Regions from separate parts of the Ovis aries genome. Here region 2 is linked to region 1. A link is a contact called in public Hi-C data. All regions are on one chromosome and are shown on one strand. Each heading gives the region's core, a stretch centred on a gene start, on an enhancer-like site or on the middle of the called end of the contact. The rest is flanking DNA. Distances are from core to core; before and after follow the strand shown. Region 1 has its middle 31 kb from the start of CTCFL. Region 2 holds the start of RBM38 (RNA binding motif protein 38).

Region 1 (7,920 bases), core at 3,426-5,925:
GAAAGAGAAAAATTAATGAAACAGAAATCTGACAATTTGAAAAGGCCAACAAAATTGTTAAACCTCTAGCCAGACAGATAATAACAAAAAGAGAGACGATAAACATTAGCAGTATTAGAAATGAAAGAGAAAACATCACTAAAGACTCTACAGGCATGAAAAAGATAGTAAGGGAAGATAACAAACGATGTTATGTCCTAAAATTTGACAGCTTAGGTGAAATGGACTAATTCCTGAAAGACCAGAGAAGGCAATGGCACCCCACTCCAGTGTTCTTGCCTGGAAAATCCCATGGACAGAGGAGCCTGGTGGGCTCCAGTCCATGGGGTCACTAAAAGTCGGACATGACTGAGCGCCTTCAGTTTCACTTTTCACTTTCATGCATTGGAGAAGGAGATGGCAACCCACTCCAGTGTTCTTGCCTGGAGAATCCCAGGGATGGGGGAGCCTGGTGGGCTGCCGTCTATGGGGTCGCACAGAGTCAGACACGACTGAAGTGACTCAGCAGCCTGAAAGACCTAGAAAACCAAAACTCACTCAAGAAGGAATAGTTAACCATAGCTATTAAAGACATGGAATGCATAGTCAAAACTTTCTAACAAAGCAAGCTCAGACCAGATGTCTTCACTGGTAAATATTACCATTCAAGGAAGAAATAATCCTAATTCTACACAAATTCTTCCAGAAAATTGAAGAAGAGGGAACACGTCCCAACTCATTTCTTGAGGCTAGCATGTACTAATACCAAATAAATTAGAGGAAAAGGAAACTATAGACCAATATTGCTAGTGTACATAAATAAAAGAATCCTCAGCAAAATATCAGGTCAAATCCAGCAAAATATACAATGTATAATACATCATGACCAAGTGAAGTTTATCCCGGAATGCAAGGGTGTTCAACAGTGGAAAATCTGCCAATGTAATCTAAAACATTGACAGATACAGACAAAGCATATAATCATCTTAATTGATATAGAAAAAGCACTTGACAGGATTCAGTACTCATTCATGATTAATTCTCAGCAAACTGATATTTGGAAGAAATGTCCTCACCGCATTAAATGGCATCTACAGAACACCTACAGCTAACATCTTAGTTAATGGCAAAAGGCTCGATCCTCACCCCCTAAACTGGGAGCTGGACAAAGATGTCCACTCCTATTCACTGTCATAGTGGAGGCCCTCACAAGTGCAATGAGGCAAGAAAATAAAAACCTAGATCGGAGAGGGGAAAAAAAATCATTCTATTTGCAGATGGCATGACTGTCTATTTAGAAAACACCAAGGAATCTACAAACAAATTGCCAGAATGAATAATAAGTGAGTTTAGTAAGGTTGCAGGATACAAGGTCAATATATAAAACTCAGCAGTATTTCTCTGTACTAGCGATGAACAGTAGGAAGTTGAAATTCTAAAAACAGCACGATTTACAATAGTACCCAAAAAAAGAGAAAAATCTCACCAAAAGCTGAGGATAAATTCCAACATCTGTGCAAGATCTGTACACTGAATTTATAAAACAATGATAAATGAAATTGAAAACCTAAACAAGTGGAGCGATAGACTGTGTTCATGAATCAGTGCGTCCTCGCTTAGTGGCTCAGTCGTGTCTGACTCTTTGCAACCCCGGGGACTATAGCCTGCCAGACTCCTCTGTTCATGGGATTCAGAAGACGCAATATTGTTCAAATGATAGGTTCTTCCCAAACAAGTCTGTAAAATCGTCCCTTCCGAAATGTAGTTTTGTCCAACAAAATGTAGGAATTTGTACATCGTTGGTGCAAATCAACAAGTTGGTTTGTAAATTTACATGGAGAGGCAGCAGATCTAGAATAACCGAAACAATTTGGGGAAAGAGGAAGAGCTTTGGAAGACTCCCATTCTCTGATTTCGATGCTTACTATAAAGCTACAGTAATCAAGACAGTGTGGTACTGAGGAAAGCCTGGATCAGTGGAACAGAGTGGAATCCAGAAATAGATCCCACATGTGTGGCCAATTTACTTGCAACACAGCTGCAAAGGGAATTCAATGGACAAAGGATAGTTTTTTCAACAAATGGTGCTGGAACAATTGGTCATCCACGTGTGGAAAAAGAAACCTTGATCCACACCTTGTATCATAAACAAAATTTGACTCAAAATAGATCCATGACTCCCATGCGAAGCATAAAATTACAAAGCTTCGGAACTGAACTTAGGGAAAAAAAATCTTTGTAACCCTGTATTATGCAAAGATGTCTTAGCCAAGACACTAAGAGAGTGATTCGTCCCAAGAAAAGGATAAATTAGACACCATCCAATTAAAAGAAAAATCTGCTCTTTGAAAAACACTATTAAGAGAATGAAAAGAGAAGACAGAGAGAAAATACTTGCAAAGCGTATATCTGATAAAGAATCTGTGTTCAGAATCTATAAACTCTCAAACTAATTGAAAAGATGCTTAAAAGATTTGACCAGATATTTCATTAGAGAAGATACGTAGATGGCAAATAAGTCTTTGGAAAGGTTTTCAGACTCACGAGTTATTAGTAAAGTACAAACCAAAACCACAGTAAGATAACACTATACCTACTAGGAGAGCTTAAAACAAAACCAAACAAACCCCGATAATACCAAGTGATGGCCAGGATGTGGGGTGACTTGACCGCTTACTGGTGGGAATACAGGTGCGTCCACTTTGAGAACTGGTTTGGTAGTTTCTTACCAAGGCAAACAAACATCTGTCTTATGACCCAGAGATCTCACCTCAGGAGAAATGAGAATACAGATTTGCACAAAACCTGTACACAAATGTTTTATAATAGCTTTATTCATAATCTACCCAAAGTGGGAACAACTCAAATGTCCTTGACCTGGTGGATAGAAAAGCAAATTTTGGAATAGCCATACAATGGAATATTACCCCATAATAAAGATAAATTAACAAATAATCTAGGAAACAGTAAGGCTAACTCTCAAAGTCGTTACCTTGAATGAAAGAAGCCAGACTCAAAAATGTAGTGTATTTGATTAGAGACATGTGATTCCATCTATAGGACGTTCTGGAAATGGTGATTGTCGGGGCAGAAAGAAACTAGTATTGCTGTGGGCCAGGAGCAGCGTAGCAACAAAGGAGCACTGTGGGGTTTGGGGTGTGTTTACACGACCATTCTCTTGTCAAAACTCAGAATTGTGCACTTAAAAGGGGAACTTTTACTATTTGTAAGTTGTACCTCAAAAATAAAAAAAATATGTAAAAAAATGTAGTGTTGGAAAATAGCACTGAGAATTCTATTATCCATATCATGTAGATAAAAAGTTGTGATTAGTAAACTAATTTCCATTTGGCCAATGTTTGAAGGCTCCATATTTCCATGACTAATTTCTGATTCTTCATGAAATTTTGTTTTTTTTTTTAAAAGATGCATACTTAAGTTTATTTTTCCTTATTTATTTATTTTTGCCATACCATGAAGGGTGTGGCATCTTAGATCCCTGACGAGAGATAGAACCCATGTCCCTCCAGTGGAAGTGCAGAGTCTTAACCACAGGACCACCATGGAGGTCCCTTCAAGAAATTGTTTAACATCAAAATTTTAAAAGAATGTGAGCAAGTATCTATCTGTTCCTACCCACCCATCCATCCATCCTGATGTTATATATCCTGTTGCAATACAGGGTAAGGATAATTTTTAAGAAGATCCAGCTCTTCTTATTCTGAAATGGGTCTGTGTTATTATCCCGACACAGGGCAAATGCAGTTGGACCAATGCATTTTCAAATGTCCATTCTCTACATGGCATGTCTACCGTCAGCCTGGTAGAAACTGCTGTGCGGTTGGCAGACCCTGAATCTTATTGCTGTCTCCCTCCTCTTATGCTCTGCCACCACAAAACAGATGTCCCAGGCCACCTGAGTGTGGGACCTCAGTGCCGAACCATGGAAGAGGCCCAGCAGACTCCAGAACCCAGGTCACCTGTTGCTTCCAGAGCTCTGTCTCCTTCCGTTCCCAGGAGGGCAAAAGCCGTTGCCAGGTCACCAGAGGGCTGCCGAGGTGCCCTTTGGGGGGTAGAACCATACAGAGCAAATCCCTCAGATCCTGGTACTGAAAGCATCTTCAGTTTTTCCAACATCGGTGAAAGCATGGAATGAGCACAGCCTGGAGGGCAGATGATGCCGAGCTGGCTCAGCCACAGCACTGTCAGTGGAAAATGCCAGTTCTCGGGCGTCACTCAGAGCCGTTCACTTCGTGTGCTGGGGTGTCCCGTCCGGGAGTCTGTGATTTTCGCAAGCCCCTGGACAGTCCCAGTGCCCAGAGAGATTTCTGAACTCTGTGGCTGAGGGCCTTGAAGGAGCAGGGACTCCACTCCTGCCCCTAGGACAGGATCAAGTGACAAGTATGTTGTGCGGTGGCACTCGAGGAGGGGACCCACGCTGGCCAGTGGGGGACCAGGTGACCAGAGCAGCGAGAAGCACACCCCCCCCCCAAGTGACAGGTGACGCTGTTCTGAGCGGGACCCAGGCCCTCTGCACAGACAGGCTGCCTGCTGAGCAGAAGCACCCCCAGAGAACTGGGGTGTCGCCTGCAGACACAGGCTCCAGTCCAGGCGGGACCGTCCAGCCGTCCTCACTGTGTGCCTGCAGCTCTGGTCACTCCGCCTGTTCCCGAGGACACCCCCTTTTCCACCCCTCCAGCTCTTCCAGCCGAGGCGCCGGGCTCCCCCTGCTGCTTGTGACCGCGTCTGCTCTTCCCAAGCCCTGAAAACAGGACTTTCATTTTGTGCTGGGGCTTCCGAGGGAATTCAATTGGGTTCACTATATTATGAACAGCTTCTGGATTACATCCTAAAATCCAGGCACACAAAGTTGAAAAAAGAGTGCCAGCAACTGTGGCCACTTCTAGGGAGACCATCACACCAGGTGACATTTTGGCCTCCAGGGCTCTTCCCGGTTAAAATCATTCCAGAGATTTCACTGCTAAGTTGGGCATGTCTGCTAATAAAACTCAACTTCCGCTTCTCTGAAAGACTCCTACTTTCAAATATTAGCTTCTTTATTTAGGGAGTTGGCAACAGGCTTGATAACAACACTCGGCGGCCAGGATGGAAAAAGCCTAACTGTTCCTGTATTCCATTTAAAATTGATTTTTGATGCCTGGGGCAGCTGTATTTAAATCTTGCTACACCAGCAGCAAACTCAGGCATGCCTGTGTCATGAAAGGTTTTTATTTTTTTCCGCTTAAGGCAAATTCTTTAACTGACAAAATACTCTTATGTCGTAGAAAAATCCTAGAATCCCATTTAGAATTGTTTTGTCAGCGTTCACTGATGATTCCAATGCCATCAACCGGCTACTCTCATTTTTAGGGTGAAGCGGTTCTCATGCTTTGAAATACTAGACGGGCTTCTCGCTACAAACAGATTCATGTTTAGGTTTCAGATGGTCATTAAGTGAAAGGACTACCCTCAGAAAAGATTAAACACAGCTTTTCCCATCGAATTAGTGACCGAAGCTGATGGACTTAGAGCAATTCATTGTCTAATGCCCTGCTTTCTGTTATTACCTTCCTGATGTTGGTAGTTCAGGCACTGGGATGTAATTATAATAATTATGAGGATGAGTCTTTTAATCAGCGACCTCTGGACTCGTCTACAAACTGTCACCCTTCATTAACAGGAAATGACATCACGTTCCAGCTCAACCATTTGGCTGCTACGCAGGGCAGTATTCTACCATGACAGCTATTTGCAGCCACCCTATCTCGTCTCCTGTGACTGGCTCCTAGCCACTGGGGCTCAATAAAGAGTTGTTTTTTTTTTTTTCCTTTACTGGATTTTTTGGTCTCAGCAAGCACGGTGAGCATCCCGTACAGCACTTAATCTGCAACTGCTCAGAAAAACAAGCACATGTGTCTTTCGACATCCTGAATTGTGCTTACTATAAAAGACAATGATTTATGGAAACAAGGCTTATAATCATAGCCATGCCTTGGAAATGATACAAAAGCTACTTAAGTCACACCCGGAACGAGGTTGCCTCTTAAGATCTGTTTTATCTGTTACACTCCACTAAAAGTAAAGTGCAAATAAAGATGGGGAAATGTAGAAACAGTTGGTTTGAGAAGCCAAAGGTCCTAAGCCTTTTCAATGAACGTGTTTAAGTTCAATGCTGTTAAGCCCTTAACTGCCCGCTAAAAGGACTGATTGCTGTAAAGGATACATTTCCAGGGACTATTCAGTGAGATTATCAAAGGTCAGCCAAAAGCATAACATTTATACAGTAAGTCTCCTACTGACGAACGAGTTCTATTCTGAGAGCATGTTCATAAGTCCAGCAAAGTTAGTTTAGATACCCAACTAATGCAATCAGCTATATAGTACTATATTATAATAGGTTTCTAATACGTACCACAGAAATAATACATTAAAAAAAACACGTTAAATCTTACAGTACAGTACCTTGAAAAGTGCAGTAGTACCAGCTACATCACTACTGCTTTTCCCCTTTCTTCCAGACATCCTGGGCTTCTCTGGTGGCTTAGACGGTAAAGAATCTGCCTGCAATGCAGGAGACCTGGGTTGGGAAGATCCCCTGGAGGAGAAAATGAACCCACTCCAGTATTCTTGCCTGGAGAATTCCGTGGACAGAGGAGGCTGGCGGGCTACAGTCCATGGGGTCTCAAAGAGTCAGACATGACTGAGAGACTAACACTAAGCAGACATCCTAGACTCGAAATAAAGATACTAAACTACTGTACTCTATACAGTACTGTACAGCAATGTACACAAAACCCAATCACTTGTAAAGGGTACATGGGGTATATGACAAAGTACCCCCAGACACGCGAGCTGACTTACATGACTGGACGTGTGAATGCAGGTTCACATCTTTGAAAGTTCCCAGGTTTGTATGTAGGGGACTTACTGTCCTGGAAATAATGCCTGGGAAATAAGAAACTCCTGCCATTCTCATAAGGCTGTTGAACTTTCCAATACAAACCGCTTGTGTTCCATCAGGGTTGACCCCCTTGTGGTACCAACTCTTGCAGCTGTTGCCGTTTGTTGTGTAGTCGCTCAGCTGTGTCTGACTCTTTGAGACCTCACAAACCGTAGCCTACCAGGCCCCTCTGTCCATGGGATTCTCCAGGCAAGAATACTGGAGCGGGCTACCATTTCCTTCTCCAGGGTATCTTCCTGACCCAGGGATCGAACCCAAGTCTACTGTGTCTCCTGCCTTAGGAGGCAGGTTCTTTACCACTGAGCCGCCAGAGACTGACCTCAAACAACAGAGGCATCAGACAAGCCTCTGGTGCGTTTAAAAAGCATCATTTATATAATAAAACTGTTGTCAAACAGTGCTGCAGTTTGAACATCCTTGCCTCCAAACAGAGACAGTAAATTGTGCAAGAGACGTGCATTCCAGAATAATTTCCTGCTGGATCTCACAACTATTTGAAGCAGAAGTGTGTTGAAGGCGGTCTCTCTCCAGGCATCCTGACTCTGAGCCCACGAGGTATCTTCTCTTCCAGGTCTGGGAAAGGCCCCTGTCTCAAGGAGCAATGGGCCAGAAACCCTCCTGTTACTATTAAAAGACACACAGCTTTTTATTCATCTTTCTGTGTGGTACGAAAGTGATCAAACGCCTCGCCAAGACTTTTTTGTAACTTGTTTGTTAACCATTTCCAAGGACTGGAGTCCAGCTCCATGTTTGAAAAGGAAGAAACTATCGCCCTCTTGTGGGCACATGTGCATTGCTCCTGCCACAGGCTTTGGGGATTTTTCCTTTGAGAAATTTCAAAGCTGGTGGGAATCTGGGCACATAACAGAATCTAAGCCAGGCATCGGAACTTAATTCTACCGAATAGCTCACCCAGGTGGTACATGTTCAAAAATCTGCAAATAACCTACAAAAAAGACTGTTTCCAGGAAGTTTTTGAT
Region 2 (7,339 bases), core at 2,671-5,170, 85 kb before region 1:
GTCAGACATGATTGAGCAACTAACACGTTCACTTTCACACTTTCTAATATGTTAATTACCCAGTTCAGGACCAAACCCCAACAGGCATTAAAACAATTGACCTTTATTATTGTTAGTGGTGTGGGAGGATTAGCCACATGCAAGTGCCCAGCACTCAGAGGTTACTGCATCAGTGATGGCGCCTGGATCTCCTCCTGCTCTGACTTTTCACATTCCGTCACCTGTGCCCTGTGCGCCGATGGCTCTGGCTTTCATCAATCCCCGAGAGTCCTAACTTGCTTCTAGAGAACACCTGTCACTCTTCTTTGCCCTTGTCCCAGCACCTGCCTAGAAAAATTTACCGACAAGTAAATACAGTATTCATTCATTCACTTTCTCTCTAAAACGTAAGCTTGGACTTGTGTGCGGGTGGAGGAAGTGGGGGACGTTATTGGTTTACTGCTTGCAGTCTTCCTGGGATCTAGAACCCTGCCCGGCACCTAACAGATCATTAATAAGTACGTGTTGGGAGAAGGGGGTGACACGTGGGGACATGGGGCCACTCGACGGGCGGAGAGATTGGTGACGCAGAAACCTAGGGACCGGAGGATAAAAACTGAATGAACCATGGCTGGGCATCCGAATTTTAAAGAAAAAGATGTCCCATGCCCTCTTCCGGGCAGGGCGGGAGCGCTAGGGGCTCGCAGCGATCCTGCCGGACACGGGCAGAAAACGTCGGGCACGGGTCCTGCGCGCTCTGCCTTTCTAACCCCGTATTCCCGCCCAGGGCGGCCGACCACCCGGGGTCTGAACCCTACAGATGCCGCGGCGTCAGCACGTGCTCAGCAGACGCCGGCCGCCCAGGGCGCAGCCTCACTCCCTGCGGCGCCCCTCCCCGCGCTGCTGCTCGGTCGGTAGGGGCGCGGAGTGGGCGGGGCGGGACCGGCCCGGGCGGTGCTGGGACTTGTAGGACTTGTAGGCTTGGCCCCCCGCGCTCTGCTCCCGCCGCCTAGAGGCCCAATCACGGAAGGGGAAACTGAGGCCGGCTGAAGGCATCCAACGTGTCCAAGATCGCGCGGCTGCAAGATGGCCGCCTTCCCTGGCCCATCAAGTGTAGATGACACTTTAGCAAAGTTTTGCAAGGGCGCGCTGAGAGTCCTTTCTCTAGTGGAGAGCTCTCCTCTGCTCTTTCCTTCTACCATGCATTCATTCACTCAACAAACCTTTCCTCGGGGACTTCTGCTTGCCAGACCGTACAGTTTGAGGAAAACATCCAAGGTCCCACCTCGCAGGGGCGAGAGAGAACTTAAATCCGCGAATAGGGGACCAGGGTTTGGGGAGGTGAAAAGTGCAATGAAGGGATAAGAGCAGGCTAAAGGGCAGGTGGTGTGACACAGCCCTGAGGCAGGAGTGGGCCTGGGGAGCTGGAGGAAACACCGAGGACAAGACGAGAAATAAGGGGAGTCAGAAAAGTGTGTCCCCAGGGGACTCCGTGAAGACTCAGGGCTCCATTCCCAGCGTCAGGGGCCTGAAGCGGGCCTCTTGTGGGAAGCAAGGATTAGAACAGTGGGTGCCTGGGGGAGAGTGGGATTAAGGAGTCGGGGGCTTCGGGCACAGCTGGTCTGGGCCTGGGGTCAAATATAGCCTGACAGAGAATGTACTGGATAATCGCAAGACTAGTTAAACACCTCGCCTGCCTTCCTGTGCCCCTCAACCCCACTTTGAGCAGTGTCAACTTAAAAAAAGGTGCACAGCTAGAAGCTGAGGATTGTATTTTATTCAGTGGGCTTTATGCAGACTCAGACCCTGGAAGCAGTCTCTAGGATAGCCCAGAGGGAGTGCTCCTAAGTGTGAGAGAGCGTTGCTAAGTGGTAAAGGAGGGGCCAGGATACAGGGAGTTTTTGTAACAAAAACCCCAAAGTCGAACATCAAAGGATTCTTGTGAATTAAAGAAAAACCAGACAAGTTAATGAATTTAGCACATTTGTATGCATGCAAAGATGCAAGAGTCTGGGCTCCTAGAAATCATTCCTTTGATGTGCACCTTAACCATCTAGGATCAGTATCCTGTCCCCGGGGCACTCCCCCCGCCCAACCTGAATCCCCTCAGGGTGTAGTCAGGTGGCTACAGTGGCTGATGGCTTAATGTCCACTGCACAGGACATCACGATGCTGGTGCCTGGACATACGGAGGGTTTGAGACCCTCAGGGCCTGGCTCTGCGTAGCTGTGTGACTCACTGCTGGGGGATGCTGGTGCTGGGGCCTTGGGTTCAGTGCTCTGGTCAGACAGGAAGTTCCTAGTAACTTTGAACAAGCGGCCTTGACAATTCTGAAGCAGGTCTTGCTACAGAGTCCCAGCGGTGGGCCCTATGGTTGGGGAAGGGACAAAGAGAATGGCACTGCCCTTTCTGTTTGCTTCCCCCCAGATGTTGCCAACAGAGGGATGAATCCCGAGCCCCGAGATGGACTTCTGATGAGGCCAGAATTACTTCCCCTGCCCAGTCACTTTATCAGAGGGGCTTCAGGGACCACTCTGGCCATTCCTGGATGGCAGTGCCCTGATTTATTTCCTAATGGGTAATATATTGTATAGTTAAAAATCAGAGACATTACTTTGCTGACAAAGGCCTGTCTAGTCAAAGCTATAGTTTTTCCAGTAAGTCACGTATGGATGGGAGAGAGTTGGGACTATAAAGAAAGCTGAGTGCCAAAGAATTGATGCTTTTGAACTGTGGTGTTGGAGAAGACTCTTGAGAGTCCCTTGGGCTGCAAGGAGATCGAACCAGTCAAGCCTGAAGGAAATCAGTCCTGAATATTCCTTGGGAGGACTGATGCTGAAGCTGAAACTCCAGTACTTTGGCTATCTGATGCAAAGAACTGACTCATTGGAAAAGACTGATGCTGGGAAAGAGCAAAGGCAGGAGGAAAAGGGGACGACACAGGATGAGATGGTTGGATGGCATCACCGACTCAATGGACATGAGTTTGAGCAAGTTCTGGGAGTTGGTGATGGACAGGGAAGCCCAGCATGCTGCAGTCGATGGGGTTGCAAAGAGTCGGACACGACTGAGCAACTGAACTGAACCCGTTTATTTGTCTTGTTCATAGCGGCTTGGTGGGGCTAGAGTGTGTTCTGTGCATTTCTGCATCCCCCACACCCTAATAAATATTCCTCGAATCAATTATATTCGTGTATATAGATCACACACCCACACTCTAAAATTCCTCGAACTAATTATATTCATGTATATAGACCACAGACACACACACACGCATGCACGCATACACACATACATTCTCAACAAACGGGGCTTCCCAGGTGGCTCTAGTGGTAAAGAACCTGCCTGCCGGTGCAGAAGACATAAGAGATGAGGGTACAGTCTGTGGATTGAAAAGATCTCCTGGAGGAGGGCATGGCAACCCACTCCAGTATTCTTGCCTAGAGAATTCCAAGGACAGAGGAACCTGGCAGGGTATAGTCCGTGGCGGTCACAAAGACTGGGACACTACTGAAACTACTTAGCACCTGCGCGTAAAGACAAAAATCATTTCACCTTCAATACGTTGTTGTACTGGAGGCAGCACTGGGAGAAACGCCGACTCACTAAACACGATCTGAATCGTGTACATCTGGTTCGCTAGATTGTGATCTATACGAGGAGAGGGGCCTGGAACCCAGCGAGCACGGAACAGGTGCCCTAGAAAACCCGGATGTTCCCCCTCCGCAAGTGCGCGCCCTGCTCCAAGTGCTTCCCCACCGCACGTGGGACGCGGTGGGGCAGGACCTGGACTACGCTTCCCGGCGCTCCTCGCGCGCCCGGGGCGGGGCGGGGCTGAGGCTGGGGGCGGGGCCGGCTTTATAGGGAGGGGCCTGGGCGGGCCGGGGGCGGGGCCAGGGCGGGGCCGACTACAAAGCCCGCGGGGCAGGCGCTGAGGCGCAGGGTGCCCGCAACGCCGGCTGGAGCGCAGCGCAGCGCAGTGAGGCGCGCACGGCGGGAGCGGCCCGCGCGTGGACGGGCCTGGCGGCTAGACCGGCGCCCCTGCTGCCCCGCTCGCCCCCCCACCGCCCTCAATGAGCGCAGCCCCACGCGGCCCGGGTCCGTAGGCGGCGGGGCGCCCCCCATGCTGCTGCAGCCCGCGCCGTGCGCCCCGAGCGCGGGCTTCTCGCGGCCCCCGGCCGCCCCCGGCGCCATGCACGGCTCGCAGAAGGACACCACGTTCACCAAGATTTTCGTGGGCGGCCTGCCCTACCATACCACCGACGCCTCGCTCAGGAAGTACTTCGAGGGCTTCGGGGACATCGAGGAGGCCGTGGTCATCACCGACCGCCAGACGGGCAAGTCTCGCGGATACGGCTTCGTAAGTGGCCCCGCGGCCGGACGCTCCCGCCCCGCACTTATCGCGGCCGGGGCGCTGAGTCAAGCGGCGGGCGCACGCCAGCCCCGGGCGCCTCCCGCCGGCTCGGCACCTGCTGACCGTTCTCGGGCTGCAGCCGGTCCTGACCCCGTCTCCCTGCCCCCACGCCACGCCGGCTTTAAAAGGGAGAGCCGCTCTGTTCAATTAGAACTCTTCTAAGTTTGTGGAGAGGTTTTGGGGACAGCCGGCTACTTTTCGGCACTTCCTGGAGCAACAGGCGAGCGAGGAACAGGGCTTCACCCTGGGGCACCTAGGAGCCTTTGAGCAACCCGTGTTTTATTTTCCAGCAACTCCCAGACACCCCAAACAACCTGAGTCGGTTGAAGAGTCGGCCTGAAGACACTTCTCTTACTCCTTTTCTAACTAGGGTGTCCCCAAACCCCTCCCGTGAGGAAACTGGTGGTCCCCACGGGCCGGGTAGGCCAGGCCAGGACCCCTCCCTCCCTTCGGGTTTCGCTGTCGTCCCCGGGGATTGTTTTTGCCCTTCAAGGCCGCGTTTCTTAGCGCTTGAACTCGGAGGGAGGAGCTGGGGTCCAAGGGCAGCTTTGGGGTGGGGGCCCTAGGCTGGACGGGGGCTGGGCGGATGCCTTGGGTAGCGGGCACCTGGAGTCAGGAGAAGTGAATGCCGGGGTGCCTGGGCTCTAGAGCCCACTCTCTGCTTCCCCCACCTTCTGGGGAAGCCCCTGATGCCTCTGTGCTCTTCCAGGTGACCATGGCCGACCGGGCAGCCGCAGAGAGGGCTTGCAAAGACCCTAACCCCAACATCGATGGTCGCAAGGCGAACGTGAACTTGGCCTATCTGGGTGCCAAGCCGCGCAGCCTCCAGACGGGTGAGAGTCCCTGCTTTCCTGTGCTTCTGGTTGCTATATTCAGCCTTGGTATCTGCGGGGTGGAAGAGGCGGCCCCCCCTCACCCTGCCCTGCTCCAGGAGTAGCAGTCGGCTGTCATGTGCTCCAAGAGAGCCGTCACAGGGCAGTCATCCCCCAGCTCCCAGCTCGGAAGTCGAACCCCTTCCTCCAGCAGCATGTGCCAGTGGGACAGGGCGAGGAGGGCAGGTCACCCGCTTGTCAGCTGTCCTCACCGGAGGGAGGAAGTGGGTCCCAGAGCTGGAGCTCGGGAGGACGCTAGCCCAGCGGCTGCTGCCCCTCAGCTCTGTGGGCCCCCGTTTGCTGGGAGTTCTGGGGTTCAGGTGGAGGTGTCCAGGAGGGGAGAGGAAGCTGTTTACCCCTTTAGATTAGAGGTGGAGGGCTGTAGGGGTCTTCCCTTGGTGAGGCTGGGCCCCTCCCTAACTGGTCTCTCATTTTAGGCTTTGCCATCAGCGTGCAGCAGGTGCCCCCTACTTTGATCCAGCGGACTTACGGGTGAGTGGACGTGGTCGGCTGGGGCTGGGGGGCGCACAGCCCTTGGAGACTAGGTCAGGGCACTGTGGGCTTCCTGGGTCTCCCCGTGCAGGTGGCCTTCGGTCTGAGGGAGCCTCTCACCCCAGGACCGCTGACCCCCCTGCATTGGTGGCACTGTCTGCAGCTCCCTTTCTCTATCTGAGACCCGTCACTTGCTCCAGTCTTTCAGAAGCGTGATCATGTTGTGGGAGTGGGAGGGGTTCAGCTGGGAGAGAAGGCAGATTGCATTTCTCTGCCCCCGGCGAAGGCCACACTGAAGAGAGACGGGGAACATGCACTCTGGAGCCGGAGGGCTTGAATTCAGGTCCTGGCTTCCCCTTATTGGTTGTGTGCCTCAGGTTCCTCACCTGTAAAATGGGATAGTGATAGCCCTTCTGAGTTCTGTGGGTGGAGGCCAGGAAGGTAGGTGAGCATGCTGGAAGTGTTTGCCGACCAGGAGCTGGGCCAGGCTCTTCTGAGGGCGCCTCTCTGACCTGCTCCAGTGCCCAACAGATGGCGGCAGCAGGTCACTGCCAACCGGTCCAGTGTTTGTGAGGCTGCAGCAGGTGAGCTGGGATTAGGGCCAGATGTCTCCGCCCAAGTGGGCTCAGCCTGTGGGCCTTTTGTCTAAGTGCTTTGGAGTAGCGTGTCCCACCCTCCTCCACCCAAAAGGGCCTTCTCTTTTGTTTTTTAAAGCATCTAATAAGGCTTGGCAGCTGTTTGGGAAAGGACACAGACTTCAGATGCGCAAAGGAGCCTGCCGTACTGGCCGACTTCTCAGCCCCGTGATTGATGTCGGCTGTGCCCTGGTGTGGGGAATGTGCTGATTACTATGGGGGGTTTGTGTTGGGGGGCCATTTATAGAACAGGCAGCCCCTTTTAGGATGGTAGAACTTCTTAAGCTTATCAGAGATCAGATTCCAGGCCCTGTGTTTTGTGTTGAAAGTTACAAGTATGTGTGTGTGTGTATCTGCCCCAGAGACTTGATTTGATTGCTCACCTGGCTCACTGGGGTGTTGTGGACCAGGCTTTGGAGCAGGTTGGGAGCTGGGCTTTGGTGGCCTGGGCAGGTTGGCCATGATTCGAGTCTCCTTGCCCTGACAGGCAGTCTCTGCGGCTGTCCAGTGCCTCCCCGTTGTGGGTCAGAGACTGTGTGTGAGCCCAGTGCCTTGTGTGTCCTCCTGGGAGGAAGCCTGGAGGGCAGCCGGGAGCAGGGGGCTCTGGTTTCCTTCCCACTCTGGGATCTGCTTCATCTATGTCTGTAGGCGTCTTTGAAGGTGTTTGGGGACACCCCCATCTTCCTGCTGTCACCCAGGTTCTTCCTGTTTGGGTTCAGGCCACACGGGGAGGGCGTTCCTCACTTTTCACAGTCCTGGTTCTGTTTCCTGGGGCAGGGGCTGGGACAGGAGCTAGCACTGAGATCCGGGTGTGAGCTTTGAGCACACGCAGCTCTCCTCTGCTTAAAATGCCTCCGTGGCTTTCCGCTCGGGCCTGAGCTCTGTTCTGACCCATTACAGCTGCTTGTGGGACTGTATCAGAGTCCTGATATCTGGGACTCGAGCCT

Evidence for each region. Hi-C and Micro-C count contacts between places; a contact is called where the count stands out from the background.
Region 2: a Hi-C map of hypothalamus shows a contact between it and region 1, with 5 times the contacts expected there. The contact joins the promoter of RBM38 here to the enhancer-like site in region 1. A contact is called at or near these places in 11 of 16 Hi-C or Micro-C datasets (blood, hypothalamus, liver and 6 more).

The regions. Positions count from the first base shown.
Region 1 is chr13:58,346,441-58,354,360 of ARS-UI_Ramb_v3.0, reverse strand. No RefSeq gene overlaps it. Among named protein-coding and RNA genes, the nearest start is that of CTCFL, 31 kb to the right of the region's middle. Within about 2 kb of position 4,675, at least 15 of the 54 cell types and tissues checked have an H3K27ac peak or open chromatin away from gene starts, as enhancers often do. A contact at or near this core is called in hypothalamus, where this site is marked.
Region 2 is chr13:58,431,603-58,438,941 of ARS-UI_Ramb_v3.0, reverse strand. It overlaps RBM38 (RNA binding motif protein 38), which reads left to right and starts at 3,920. Exons shown (of 4, transcript XM_060396987.1): 1 at 3,920-4,339; 2 at 5,103-5,226; 3 at 5,703-5,757. The coding sequence starts at 4,103.